Regions from separate parts of the Bos taurus genome. Here region 1 is linked to region 2. The links are chromatin contacts, called in public Hi-C maps. All regions are on one chromosome and are shown on one strand. Each heading gives the region's core, a stretch centred on a gene start, on an enhancer-like site or on the middle of the called end of the contact. The rest is flanking DNA. Distances are from core to core; before and after follow the strand shown.

The links. Hi-C and Micro-C count contacts between places; a contact is called where the count stands out from the background.
Region 1: a Hi-C map of skeletal muscle shows a contact between it and region 2, with 4 times the contacts expected there. The contact joins the promoter of MDN1 here to the promoter of MAP3K7 in region 2. A contact is called at or near these places in 3 of 11 Hi-C or Micro-C datasets (liver, skeletal muscle and an unstated tissue).

What each region holds. Positions count from the first base shown.
Region 1 is chr9:60,407,969-60,415,270 of ARS-UCD2.0, reverse strand. It overlaps MDN1 (midasin AAA ATPase 1), which reads right to left and starts at 4,821. Exons shown (of 102, transcript NM_001206168.3): 1 at 4,720-4,821. The coding sequence starts at 4,821.
Region 2 is chr9:59,676,197-59,683,434 of ARS-UCD2.0, reverse strand. It overlaps MAP3K7 (mitogen-activated protein kinase kinase kinase 7), which reads right to left and starts at 3,656. Exons shown (of 17, transcript NM_001081595.1): 1 at 3,592-3,656; 2 at 3,413-3,545. The coding sequence starts at 3,532. It overlaps LOC101902479 (a long non-coding RNA gene), which reads left to right and starts at 3,800. Exons shown (of 4, transcript XR_009495824.1): 1 at 3,800-4,074.

The sequences.
Region 1 (7,302 bases), core at 3,572-6,071, 730 kb before region 2:
AACTGTGGTGTTGGAGAAGACTCTTGAGAGTCCCTCTGACTGCAAGGAGATCCAACCGGTCCATCCTAAAGGAAATTAGTCCTGAATACTCACTGGAAGGACTGATGCTGAAGCTCCAACACTTGGCCACCTAATGTGATGAACTGACTCACTGGAAAAGACCTTGATGCTGGGAAAGACTGAAGGCAGGGGGAGGGGGGACGACAGTGGATCCGGATCACCGACTCAATCAGACATGAGTTTGAGCAAACTCTGGGAGTTGGTGATGGACAGGGAAACCTTCCAGGCTGCGGTCCATGGGGTCGGGCAAAGAGTCAGACATAACTGAGCGACTGGACTGAACTGAAAGATTTTTCCCAGCATTATTTTGAGGGTTTCCCCCGCTAATTTCATCTCATTGAGATAACTGAATAAGCCTTTTATAATTTCAATTCTTCTAAATTTTTTGAGGTTTATTTAATGGCCCATCTTATGATCTATCTTGGTAAATGTTTCAGATGTGTAGAGCATATATTCTGGAATTATTGGGCACAGTATCCTATAATGCCAATTAGGTCAGGTTTGTTGATAGTGCTCAGGTCTTCTGTATCCTTACTAATTTTCTGTATTTGTACTATCAAGTACTGAGGTTACAGTATTAAAATTCTCCAATTATAACTGTGATTGTCTATTTTTCCTTTTCTATCACTTTCTGATTCATGTATTTTATTATTAGATCCATGCATATTTAGGTTTCTTTCTTAATTCTGAAATACTGACATTCAGGGCTGGATATGTTCCTTGCTGTGAAGGCTACCCTGTGTATTAAAAGACGTTTAGCAGCATCCCTGGTCTCTACACTCTACATGCCAAAAATATCCCCATCACAAGTTGTGAAAAATTTTAAAACGTCTCTAGATTTGCCCCAGAGAGTAAAATCCCCTGAGCTGAGAGTCATCAGGCAGGGGGGGGAAAAAAAAACACTTCAAAAAAGAAAATGGAAATAAGACTAACAGAAAATCAAGTTTCTTTTAAAAATTAAAAAAAATTCATATGCTATCTTAGAAAGATTAGATTTTGATTCTGGAAATAATGGAAAGCTTTTAGACAGAATAGTTCCATCTATGGGGTCACACAGAGTCGGACACGACTGAAGCGACTTAGCAGCAGCAGCAGCAGTGATAGATTCAGATTTGTCTTATTAATGATAACTTATATTAAGAGGCCAGAATAGGATGGGAGATAATAGCTAAAAGGAATAGGGGCTTCTTTTTGAAGTAATAAAAATGTTCAAAAATGGACTGTGATGACAGTTGTACATACCTGTGAACAGAGCAAAAGCCACTGAACTATATATTTAAGTGGATGAATTATATGGCATATGAATTATCTCTCAAAGCTGTCTTAAAAAGTTCTAATTCTAGCTCACATATATTGATTACTTTCTACCGGCCAGGCACTGTGGTAAGCTCCTCAAATGCATCATCTAGATTTCACAATCTTATTTATAGCCATAACAACAGCAACCACTTTTATAGACAACACTTACTGTACCCTAGGCACCTAACTCTCATAGCAACCCATGAAGTAGGTAACATTATCCCCATTTTACAGATAAGGAAACTGAAAAATAAAAAAAAGGGATAACGTCATAAAGCAGATAGTAGAACCAGGAATCACATCACAGGCTCCAGAATCTCTGCTTTTAACTACTCTGTAACTATTTAGCAACTATCACACATAATATGTATCAAGAAGCTGAGACCTAGGAGAGTTGAGCAACTTGTGGAAGGCCCCCAAAACAATGGTAACACACTCCAGTATTCTTGCCTAGGATATCCCATGGAGAGAGGAGTCTGGTGGGCTACCATCATCCATGGGGTCGCAAAAGGGCCAGACACAACTTAGTGAGTAAACAACAATAAGGAAAGAGAAGAGAAGGACTTCCTTGATGGTCCAGTGGTCGAGTCTGTGCTTTCACTGCAAAGGGAGTGGGTTCAATCCCTGGTAGGGGAACTAAGATCCCGCATGCCACATGCATTGCCAAAACACAAAACCAAAAAAGGAATCTGATCTGCACCCATCCTTCAGTCCCACTACCCACACATGCTCTCAAGCACTCTGCTCTTCCTCAACATAGACAGTGATCAAGGACATAAGATGTGATTCTGTGATTTACAGTAAAAGAAAAAAAAAAAAAACATAGTCTTTAAAACCCCACACCTGTCCAAGTACCTAAAACTCTGGGAATTTCCTGTGATGAGAGAAATATGCTACAGTAACGCAGTGACTTTCAGAAAGCAGCTAAACTGAGAGCCAATCATGTGATTAGAGGATTAGACCTTTCATTCCCATGCCTTGACCTCTGAGGAGGGCAGAGGGGCTAGAGATTAAGAGCTGAATCACCAATGGCCAAAGATTTAGTCTTTTGTGCCCGTGAAGGAAGCTTTCATAAAAACCCCAAAGAATGTGGTTCGGAGAGCTTCAGGGACGACTGTCCTGAAAAGTGAAATATTTCTCCAAGTTTTGTGAGCTGCTCTAGCAAATTAATCAAACCCAAGAAAGAATTTAGTGGAACCCCCAATTTATAGGCCAGCTGGTCAGAAGAGCAGGTAAGGGTGGGAGAAGTCTTTTAGGGTTAAGCCTTTACTCTGAAGGAACTGACACTTTCCACAGATAAACAGCATCAGAATTGAGTTAAATTATAGGACACCAGATGGTATCTGAGAATTGCTCGGTAATGCGAGAAAGAAAACCCACGTGCTGGAATTAAGAGTCAGAACTGTAGGATGCTAGTAGTAGTAAGGATGAAGAGAAAGACACAGATTCAATACCAAGAAAGGAAAATCAAGAGGACTTGGCTATATGTGACAGAAAAGGAGCAAAAAGAGTTGAGGACACTCAGTCTTCTCTAACAAGGGACTGGACAGAGAGACGGGGGTGTCACCAGCTGAGATGAAGAACAAAGGAAGCACATCCTAAAAATTTATTTCAGATCCCAAACTCCATGAGAAGTAAGGTTTCAAAATCTTTGCTGGGAGTTCCCTGGTGGTCTAGTGGTTAGGACCCCATGCTTTCACTGTCCAGGGCCGAGGTTCAATTTCTGGCAGGGGGAACTAAAATCACGAGGTTCAGTGGTGGGAAAAAAAGGTCTTTGCTCTCCAGTAAAAATCACTATTTTCCCAAATAGGAGAAAAATAGATAACAACACAATCAACTCTTCTCTGAGTGAAAGGCTTGAAATCATTACTGAAAATAGAAAGGAGCAAACCTGAAAGACATTTCTCAGATTGGATAGAATCTGAGACAGAGGAGAGACAAATGGAAAGTACAGGTGGTCGGAATCTTCTTAATTCAATTGGGCTTTCTAGTAGCTTTCAAGTCCCTCAACATTACTATATACAGTCTCAGAATCCACCTGAGTGGTTCCCACACTTCAAAATCTCAGATTCTCTTTTTTTAAAAAGGCTATGAACCATTTCCTCATTTTACTCCCAATACATAAGCACTAATTTTCTATCCAATTACTGTGAAGAACCATAAACAAACCTCCTGCTGTCAGTGGTCCAGGATCCCCAGCTTCAGAACCTCTGTTCTAAATGCAAGCCCACTTACAGAAAAATACTTCTAGCCATAATACATAGTTCAGGAGCCTGTCACCACAAACTCAGCTCATATAAATTGATTTTTTCATTAGTCCAGCCCATCAAAATTCAGTTTTCTTTCCAGACCTCCGTTAATGTTAATGATCCCTTCCTTGGGGGAAATCACAGGCCAGATAACCCCAGGCATATCTTCCACTACTTCCTCCCCTTTGCTATACACGTTCAATTTGTCATCAAACAGACATGCCTCTCCTGTTAGCTCAGGGCCTCTCCAGACTCGAAAAACTGCTGTTGCTTCCTTAGCAATAGGATATATATGTTCCAGACACCGGACTTAGGGGAAAAAAATTTATTTCCCCCGACTCTCAAGCTCACAGATGTGGTGGGGAAGCATAAAATAGAAAGTTAAAACGACAGGTGAAAAAATGCGTGATAAGGATCCTCAACTCAGCGAGATATCTGGTCAACGAGAGAAGGCTCTTAAAAGGTCAGAGCACCCATTTTTCAGAAAACTAATTCATAATTTCTATGGCTTACGAATTATGCCCTCGCTCTCGCTTGGCCCATCAGTTGTATTCTGTGTTTATGAACGTCTCCAAAAATAGACACGAAATACCTTGGGGGTCTGAGACGATAACGAATTTATCTGTATCCGCAAAGTGCCACACTGTGTCTTACTCCCAGCGGGAATACAATCAATACTTGTCAGTGGGCAGGAAAGTCAGAACAAGGCAGAAAGGAAACATCCACCCAAGCTAAGAGAGGGGGCTGAACTTGTCGGCACGCTTAAATAATACAAATGTCAAAAGGGCAAACATGCAACCTCAACTACCAAAAAAACCCCCCAAACACGTTTTTCTCTGAAAGTCACGTTTGGCGCACGCAGCCAGGGTGCTGCAAGGAAATAAATCGGTGGAGAGAAGGGAAGACTCTCCCATAGAATAAATAACAAAAGGCTCCTTCCAGGCTCCTCAAATGAGCGCGGACGCCTCCGCCACTGGCCAGCCTTGGGGAGGGGGCCAGAGTGACAAGACACCGCTCTCCAGTCCCCTGCGTCTTCCCGCAGGGCCATGGGGCACGCGCCAGGCGGTTGGTGGGGACGGCCCAACTCTTTCCCTCCCTCTCCTTCTCTTACCTGCTTGACCAAGAACCTGCCCAGCTCGCTACGACTCTTCTCGTTCTTGGCAGCGATTAACCGCAGCGGCGCGGCCGCCACATCCAGCAAGAGGTGCTCCATGATCACGGGTCCTCCGTCCCGGGCGGCCACAGGCGCTCCTTGCTTCGCGCTAAGAACCCCCGAGCCGCTGAGGTCCCCGCGCCGGAACTGCCACTAACTACGTCTCCAGTGAAAGCGGCCACCGCCGCTTCACCAGTACCTAGAGAGCGGCAGCAGCACACGTGGGGGGAGCACGCGGCGCTCTGCATCATCAGTCCGCGACCGCACCGACCAGCGATCGCGGTCCCGCCTCCTCGGCACCGGAAACGCGGGGCGTCAGTATCTATATACTTCCGGCATAGACGCCACCAGAAATAGCTTTTGCTGGTGGAGGATAAGGGTTACAATGATGGTAGATCCGGCGACAAAGAGTGGCGTGACAGCAATTCAGGAGAAGCTAGGGGGCCCCTAGGGCCGTGTGCCTACTATCCTCAGCCCGCCATGCTTCCTTCTGCCTCATCAGGCAAAAAGATCAGCTAGGAATGAAAAGCAGATTTACCCCCTCTAACCCATCAACTCCCCTTTTAGACGGTTGGCCTGTGGAAATTCACGCACAAGTGTAACAAGCATAGATAGCCCTCGCAGCAGTCTTATTATAAATATTGGATTTAAGTGTTAAGATGGGTGATGAAAGAAACTTTCACAATTTGAGATACAGAAAAGTCATTTGGGGTTATACATGCGTTAAGGTGAATTTTATGTTAAGGAAAATAGCCTCTTTGTGGCCTATCAAACATAAATTTTATATGTGCTCTAATTATTAAAGAGGAGCACACTGACAAGTAAAGAATGTCCATGTTAAAAATAAAGATTAAATGCCTTTCTTTCTGGGAGGCTAATGTTGGTCCTACTTTGATGATGATTTCCTTTTCCAGACTTCCTTTTCCAGTGTGTGTGTGTGTGTGTGTGTGTGTGTGTGTGTGTGTGTGTGTCTGTGTGTGTTTTAAACCTTGAAGAAATGTAGTGTGTATGTTTTATACCTTGAAGAAATGTAATGTCTGTGTGTTTTAAAGCTTGAAGAAATGTAATGTGTGTGTGTGTGTGCGTGTGTGTGTTTTAAACCTCGAAGAACTGTAACCATGTCTTATTTAATGTTCTTTGTATTGACAAGATATAAAATTGTGCTGGAACCCATGCTTCTCTGGAGCAGCTTCACAGAGTAATCTGGGAAGCTGGCTTCTGGGCTAGTCCTTAGTTTGACTGAAATAAAACTTGTTTCTATTCTTATTATAGATTATTGATTATTTTCATTGACATGGGAATGAAATAAAGTATGCTATATAGGACACTGAATATTCTGAAGGCACTGTGAAGAGTGGAGTAGAAGAGTACATAAAACTAAAAGTGTATTAATGTCAAATTCATTGATGAACAAGCCAAAATAATGACAAAGTCAGACCAGTGGTTGCTTTTGGGGGTATTGACTAAGAAGGGCCTAAGGGAACTTCCTAGGGTGATGGAAATATTTCAATATCTTCCCCTGTGTGGTGGTTACTCTGATAGATACAAAAACCATAATTTATTTGCGTTTTTCTTTAAAATTGAGGATATATGTCAAAGTACTGTGTTCCAAGGTCTTCTCAGGTGGCTCAATGGTAAAGAATAGCCTGCCAACGCAGGAGGTAGGGTTCTGATCCCTGGGTTTGGAAGGTCCCATGGAGGATGAAATGGCAACCCACTCCAGTATTCTTGTGGAGAATCCCATGGACAGAGGAGCTTGGCAGGGTACAGTCCATTAGGTCACAAAGAGTTGGACATGACTGAGTGACTGGACATGAATGCACTGTATTCCAAGTTTCCCTGGATTTCCTGTTCTGGGTGGATATATTACTTTGAAATGCAGATAAGTTTACCATATTCATAGACCTTTGATTTTAAGTTGAAAAGACAGAGACATTGACCAATGTTAAAAGTATTACAATGTTTGAAAGAACTTGAGGTTTCACTATATGTTTAGGTACTTATGTAATACCGAAGAATCTTTTGTATTCTATTACTGCTGCTGCTGCTGCTGCTGCTAAGTTGCTTCAGTCGTGTCCGACTCTGTGCAATCCCATAGATGGCAGCCTACCAGGCTCCCGCATCCCTGGGATTCTCCAGGCAAGAACACTGGAGTGGGTTGCCATTTCCTTCTCCAATGCATGAAAATGAAAAGTGAAAGTGAAGTCACTCAGTCGTGTCCGACTCTTCGAGACCCCATGGACTGCAGCCTACCAGGTTCCTCTGTCCATGGGATTTTCCAGGCAAGAGTACTGGAATGGGGTGCCATTAGTTAATCATAAAAGAGATGTTACCTGTAAGTTTAAATTATACATAATGGTCCATCTCTGGGAACCCTGCTTCCAGGTAATGAGTATTAAGCTAAGATACTGTTGTTTAGCTCATAGGAAACATCTTGACCACACCTACTTTTGAATGACTATAGAGAGGAAGAAATGAACACATCCCCTACAGAGGCTGATGGGAACCAGGAAGTGTTTGACTTTACTCCCTCCCCTTTTA
Region 2 (7,238 bases), core at 2,407-4,906:
TTTCATAATCTTAGCACAGAAAAGAATGTTCATTAGGTGCTGGAGACCAGCTATTATAAATGAAATTGGTATTTTGTTTCCCATTCTTACAATAAGGTTTGGCGACAAAGTAACTTTGAAAGAACCGAAGGTACCTTATAAATCCAAGAGGAAAGAGCAAATGACTCAGGAGTGTGAAATCTCAAACTCAATTCCCTCCTCTACCATGTACTTAGATATAAGGCTTCTGGCAAATCAAACTCTATGACTAGTTGTCAATATCTATAAAACGGGAGTATCATTTGCTCTATTTAATTAGGATTAGCAACTTCACTTTCCCTTTTCACTTTGATGCATTGGAGAAGGAAATGGCAACCCACTCCAGTGTTCCGCCTGGAGAATCCCAGGGACAAGGGAGCCTGGTGGGCTGCCATCTATGGGGTCCCACAGAGTTGGACACGACTGAAGTGACTTAGCAGCAGCAGTCATAAACTACATTTCATCATGATCACTGTCCTTAAAGCTGACTGTGGAAACAGAGCATAAATGCTAGAAAAAATGTGAAAAAGTAACTGTGATTTCATTTTAGAACCGGAAGAAACCTTAAATTATCTTGTTCAATCTCTCTTTTTACGTGACAAATCAAGAAGCTCAGAAAAATGACGTGATTTGCTCAAAGTTACTGAAATACATGATGGCAGAATCAGTATGGCATCTACATTTTCTAAATGCCCAGCCCAGTACACTTTTATTTTAACCACACCACACTGCCTCTATCAATTCTTGCAACCTGGTCCCCAGTGTACTGATAGATAACTTACAATTCAGTCAGATCCAGAATGATAAAAGCTAAATGACTTAAAAATTTAAAAAAATACCTACATAGGTTTCTAATGCTGAGACCTGACATAATTTGATATCAAAACTGAATTTAGAAAGTTTCACACTGATTATTACTGAGTCATGGTATAAGAAATGTAAGGATTAAAATCAGCTGATGCCTTAAAAATATGCATCTGTGAAATGAGTGCATATTTGGCCTATGGTCAGAGTATTTTTCTTTATACACAGTTTCTAACTGAATCAGTATAATGCTGATTCAATTACACTGTTATTTGAGAAACAGAATATGATTTTCTTCATTTGTAGGCAATATACTGGTACCATATAAAATAATGAAATCAATATAAAATACTTTTTGTTTCTAGTTATCTTTCTCTGTTTCTCTGATTTATGATTTTAAGCTGAGAGCAGAACCTAAGTTGAGAAATAATGAGTGCCCGTGGTGCTTCCTAGATTATATAGTAATACTGCTTTAATGTGAAAATAAAGAATATGATGAAAATTATGTAATGGTTTTAACATTAGAAAGGTCTAAGTTCAAATCTTTAACATGAAAATAAACTGAGTAATAAAAACTGAAAAGAACAAAATTAAAAGACTGCCTAACATAAGAAAATTTCATCTAGAAACAAAAATTTACTCTTCAGGAATGTCCTAAATCTACTAAAGAATAGTTGAAACATCATCTAAACTAAAGGAAGGGTCTTTGGAAACAGAACCCAAGTAGGAAGTTAAATAGCTTTGGGGGAAGAGTAAAGGATAGATGAGACCTTACTAACAGCCAAGAATGTAAAATGCTTCAGAAAGCAGTGTGGGAAAACTAAGGTTGTAAAAACCAGATGATGTAAGTCTCTGAAAACATTTGGTAGACCACGAAGTACAAGTTATTATTATATAACAATTTGTAGTCTACAAGCATAGCAGTTCGCCACAGAGTAGACGTAAATGCTTATTTAAAAACTGCAATTCTTTTATACTGACTCACTGAAGTTTTATTCTTAAAAAAGAAAGAATGTTAGCCATGAAAGCGGGATCAACTATCCAATTCTGAAAAAAGAATTTATCATAGTCTCAATAGAAACACACACACACACACACACACACACAAAACCTCCCCCTCTTCCAAAATATGGGTCCTTCTTTTAGCCATATGACCTTAAAGGAGGTCACAGTTCCTCTCTGGAACTCAGTTGCCTAGTAATGTGTGTCAGGCACTGAGTTGGGTGTCTTGCATGTATTGCCTAATGAAGTCTCATACAAATAAAATGAAGTAGAAATTACAATCATTTTATAGTTAAGGAAACTAAAGCTCAAAAAGGTTAGTCAGGAAACTTGCTCCAGATCACACAGCTAATAAATGGCATAGCTGATACACTGAACCTTCATCTAACTCCAAAGGTTTTGCTCTTCCCACTTACACTATCTTGTAAAATGAGGCTGTTTTCAGCGATCTTTAAGATTATTTTAAGCGTAAAAATAAAGTAACCTATTATTCTTCCAAAAGATGCATAGGAAAAAAAAAATCATTCGTTGAAGGATAATTATCTCACTACTTTTAGCTTACCACTGTCTAAAAGTAACTTAAAATTTTTAAAGTAGTGATAATTCTTTGAGAACACGCAGGATTCTCGTGGGTGTATGTAATGCAGGGTACTTAGTAAATTTCTTAAATGATAAACAAATGGTAAATAATAAATACTATTTCCAACCGAAGTTTTAATACTTTCTAAAGTATTTTAAAGTCTTTAAAATATACATAGCTTTCAGTTTTCTAAATTTTATGGTCTATACAACCAACCTCTGTTCATTGAAAAGAAGCAACGTGCTAAAGGCACATTGTTACCTTGCTCCAAAATAATTTTAAATACTGCAGAATAAAGGATGTATTCAGGTTTTATAACAGCGATTTCTGGTCTGATCTCACATTCTAGTTGTCACTGAAATCACTCGTTATTTCTTCAGAATATGCTACCTGAAACATTTTTTCATCCTAAACCAGTCTCCATTACTAATGGTGAAATTAGCCTAAATTAGTCTAATTGAAGGCTATTAAATAACATTTAATATAACTACTGCTCTATGGAATCGGCGAAACAGCTATTCGGTACCTGGAAAAACTATTAGACTTGTGGATGTATTAATTTACGAAGCATCCATTGAGCACCCACTGCGTGCCAGATGCTGAGCCAGAAGTCGAGCATAATATATTCCTTGACCCTTAAGAACACCATGTTTTGGAGAACTAAAACTCCAAAACGGCCATGGTCTTTGATATATTTTACTACTTACAGATTCTAGAACTGGTGGACCAGACGGTCGCACCAGTTTATCCTTTTCCGTTTGAGATGACCCAAACTCTAAGCACCGGAGTATTAAATCCAAACTCAAGAGTGCTAAAGTGAGAAAAAAAAGAGAGCTACCCCGGAGCAGCTGAACGCGGAGAGCTCCTTTACACCCGGTCTCTGTGGGGTGTGGGGACTCCCGGGTGGGTCCCGAGAAATAGAGAGGTTGGGAAGGCGCCTTTAGAGTCAGGACGAGGTAGAGTCCGGGACAGGCCAGGGCCCGAGCCTCTGTGCCGGGCCTCGCTCACCTCTTCCACCTCGATCTCCTTGTAGTCTATCTCTTCAAAGTTGAGGACTTGGGAGGGGGCTTCGATCATCTCACCGGCGGAAGACGAGGAAGAAGAAGAAGCGGCGGAGGCTGTAGACATGATCCCTCGCGGAGCCCGGGGGGCCCGGGAAGGCTGCCGCCCGGACAGTCCGGGGGAGACCCGCGCCCACCCGCCTCCGGACCGACCTTCAACCTGGAGCCACGGCGATCCGTGGCGGGGACAGGGACAGCGGCCACAGCCGAGTCCCGGCTCCGGCTCAGCTGCGTTTTCCGCCGCCGGGCCCCGCCCACCAAACTTCCGGTTCCTGCCAGAAATCGGAAACAAGAGGAGGGCCTTGAGATCAAGAGAGGGGAGGGGAGAATTCGGAGACTGAGACAGAGAAAGGAAGGACAGGTTGGGGGTGGGGTGGGGGAGAGGTGGGGTGGGGGAGGGTGAGAGGCTAGTTTGGACCTGAGGGACAAATTTCGCGAGACCTTTATTAAGGGCCTACAGCAAAGTGATGATACCGCGAGAGCTGACGTGTGACGTAATTAAAACGCGCGAACGGAAGTGGCGCAGGGCACGATGGAATCACAGTACGGTTGGTCCTTTAGGAACCAGCGGGAAAGATAAAAGCTACAGTTTCAACCTTGTTTGGTGAAGTATGTTTTGACCCTGCTCCCTTTTCTCTCAGAGACCTGCAGATGGACGGGGTAGTATTGGATTGAGTTTTTGTGATGAAGCTTACTATTCAGTTTCACTCCTAAGCTAAACTGCACTATTTCTTAAAAAGCCTAGGAAAATGTATTTTGTGTTTGGAGGGAAGCGATTTGCTACTGTTACTTTGAGCCAGTCCCTGATGCTATCAGAGATTATAAAGAAAATAATACACAGCGAGCCAGCGTATGTAACCTGAATAATACTCTATAGGCTCACGAACAGAAGTTAATTTTAGTTAAGGTAGATACTTATGATTTGGCATAATTTGTCGTTCATTTGAACTTATAGGATGTATTGGTACATGTCGGAGTGCAGTGCTTTGTGCTGAATGCTTTACATTTAGGTATCCATATTTTATCATTAACAGTAGCCTTGCAAATTAAATATTTTTGTTGCCATTTTCAGGACAGGAGTAAACAGGCTCGGGAGTAAATCAATTATGATTCTCACAAGCACCTAGCTCAGTATATTTCCAAGGTGAAAAGTATTTCCTGTGTTGTACTATCAACACAATTTTTAATTTTAAACTATCTGTTAAACATCAGTCAGTTTGACCTAAAGCCTACTTGGGAAAATTGGAGTTAGAGATGAAGAATGAAACGTTGTGAAGTTCAAATTCTATCTCAGTAGGAGACCAAAAAGGAAACAGAAAGGAGAAAATGAGGGGAATGGTGATGGGAATATCAGCGGAGGAGAGTTTTTCAAGTAAGGAATAGCTAACCAACGTTGGGATTCTGAATAGGTCATTGAATTGGGCAAATAAGGAGTTATGAACTCCTGGAAGACAGTGTGTGTCTTTTTTTTTGTTTGTAGTGTTAATAACAATGATAATTTGGTGAATGGGTAAGAGAATGGAAGAAAGAATAATTTCTTTCACAGAGCAATCTCTGGGTGATCTTACCCAGGGTATTGACCACTTTTATGATGATAACTCACAATCTCTCCGAGTTTTCAAATTTTTCCTGAATTCTGGACCTATTGAACATCTCTGTTTAGACATAACTTAGTGCATGAACTTTAAGATTCCAAAAACAAATTCAGAAGTTATCACCTACTACATATATATTCTTTGTGTGCATTTTCTGTCTCCATGAAGGATCCCATTATCTACTCAGTTGTCCAAGTGAAAAATCAGAGCTTTATTTCTATGTGTATTACAATGAAATGATGCTTAATTAGTGCACTAATAACCAAATAGAATGGAGAAGGAAATGGCAACCCACTCCAGTATTCTTGCCTGGGAAATCCCATGGGCAGAGGAGTCTGGAAGGCTACAACCTATGGGATTTCCCAGGCAAGAATACTGGAGTGGGTTGCCATTTCCTTCTCCATTCCTTCTCCAGTCAGACATGACTGAACAACTAAACAAAAAACAACCACCAAGTGGAAGCATATTAAATTAATGGGATAACCATTTTTACCTGTCATTTCTTTACTCAAATTCCCAAACTAGGATGGTCACCTTTTAACCTTGTCCTTTCACTCACAGGTCATATTTACTTTTTCTTTAACACTTTGATCTTAAAACAGTGGATGCTACCAAGTGGGAATTCAAGAGATAATTCTTTTATGTTTTGGCTGAATGAATACTTCTGCCAGTCCTAACTTTCATGGAGTGCATGATCTATTTTCTGTACCTTCAGTTTAGAACTAAAATACTGCAGACAAGGGATTAGTCACCATAGTCATGATGGTGTTCTGCTTGTTCCCCGCCCCCCCGCCAAAATTTTGTTATAAAAAATATTGAAATACAGAAAAGTTGAAAGAATTTCACAGTAAACAACTATATACTTACTGGTAGGATGCTATCATTAGCATTTTACTGTACTTGTTTTTATCATATATCTGTCTATGCATCCTCTCATGTGTACATCTTTCTTATTTTGTTGGATGCATTTCAAAGTGAATCTCCTTCATGATCTTGGACATCTACCTTAATACTTCTGCTTGTATATTTTATGCATATATTTGGACTTCTGATGTTGATAGTAATCTAAAATCAATCCTTTTGCTATTTGCTTGCAGTTTTTCTTTTTTTTTTTTTTTTTACAGTCCCAGATCTTATCGTCCTTAAGGCCCAGTGTACCGCTCTCATTCTGTGATTTGATTTTATGAGCTGGTTCAGTTCAGTCGCTCAGTCATGTCCGACTCTTTGCGACCCCATGAATCGCAGCACGCCAGGCCTCCCTGTCCATCACCATCTCCCGGAGTTCACTCAAACTCACGTCCATTGAGTCAGTGATGCCATCCAGCCGTCTCATCCTCTGGCATCCCCTTCTCTTCCTGCCCTCAATCCCTCCCAGCATCAGGATCTTTTCCAGTGAGTCAACTCTTCGCATGAGGTGGCCAAAGTACTGGAGTTTCAGCTTCAGCATCAGTCCTTCCAAAGAACACCCAGGACTGATCTCCTTTAGGATGGACTGGTTGGATCTCCTTGCAGTCCAAGGGACTCTCAACAGTCTTCTCCAACACCACAGTTCAAAAGCATCAATTCTTTGGCACTCAGCTTTCTTCACAGTCCAACTCTTACATCCATACATGACCACTGGGAAAACCATAGCCTTGACTAGGTGGACCTTTGTTGGCAAAATAATGTCTCTGCTTTTTAGTATGCTATCTAGGTTGGTCATAACTTTCCTTCCAAGGAGTAAGCGCCTTTTAGTTTCATGAGCTGGTACATTCACATTTTTCATTTAAGCTGATTCAAGTTGTATTTTTGTTATTTGCAATCAAAGAATCATAAATAATATACTTTGACTCTAGAGAATTGAGGGAGGGGAATTTGACTCAGTTCACCTGAATTTTGACTTCGTATTCCTTTTAACTTTTTTAACTTTCATGAGTTAAGGATGGAAGCTTAGACCTCACAATTTCATGTGAACTTCAGTCACTTGTCTATAGTGTCTCCACAAATTTCCAGATATCCAGATAATCACGATGGTATGATCACTCACTTAGAGCCAGACATCCTGGAATGTGAAGTCAAGAGGGCCTTAGGAGTCATCACTACGAACAAAGCTAGTGGAGGTGATGGAATTCCAGTTGAGCTATTTCAAATTCTGAAAGATGATGCTGTGAAAGTGCTGCACTCAACATGCCAGTAAAT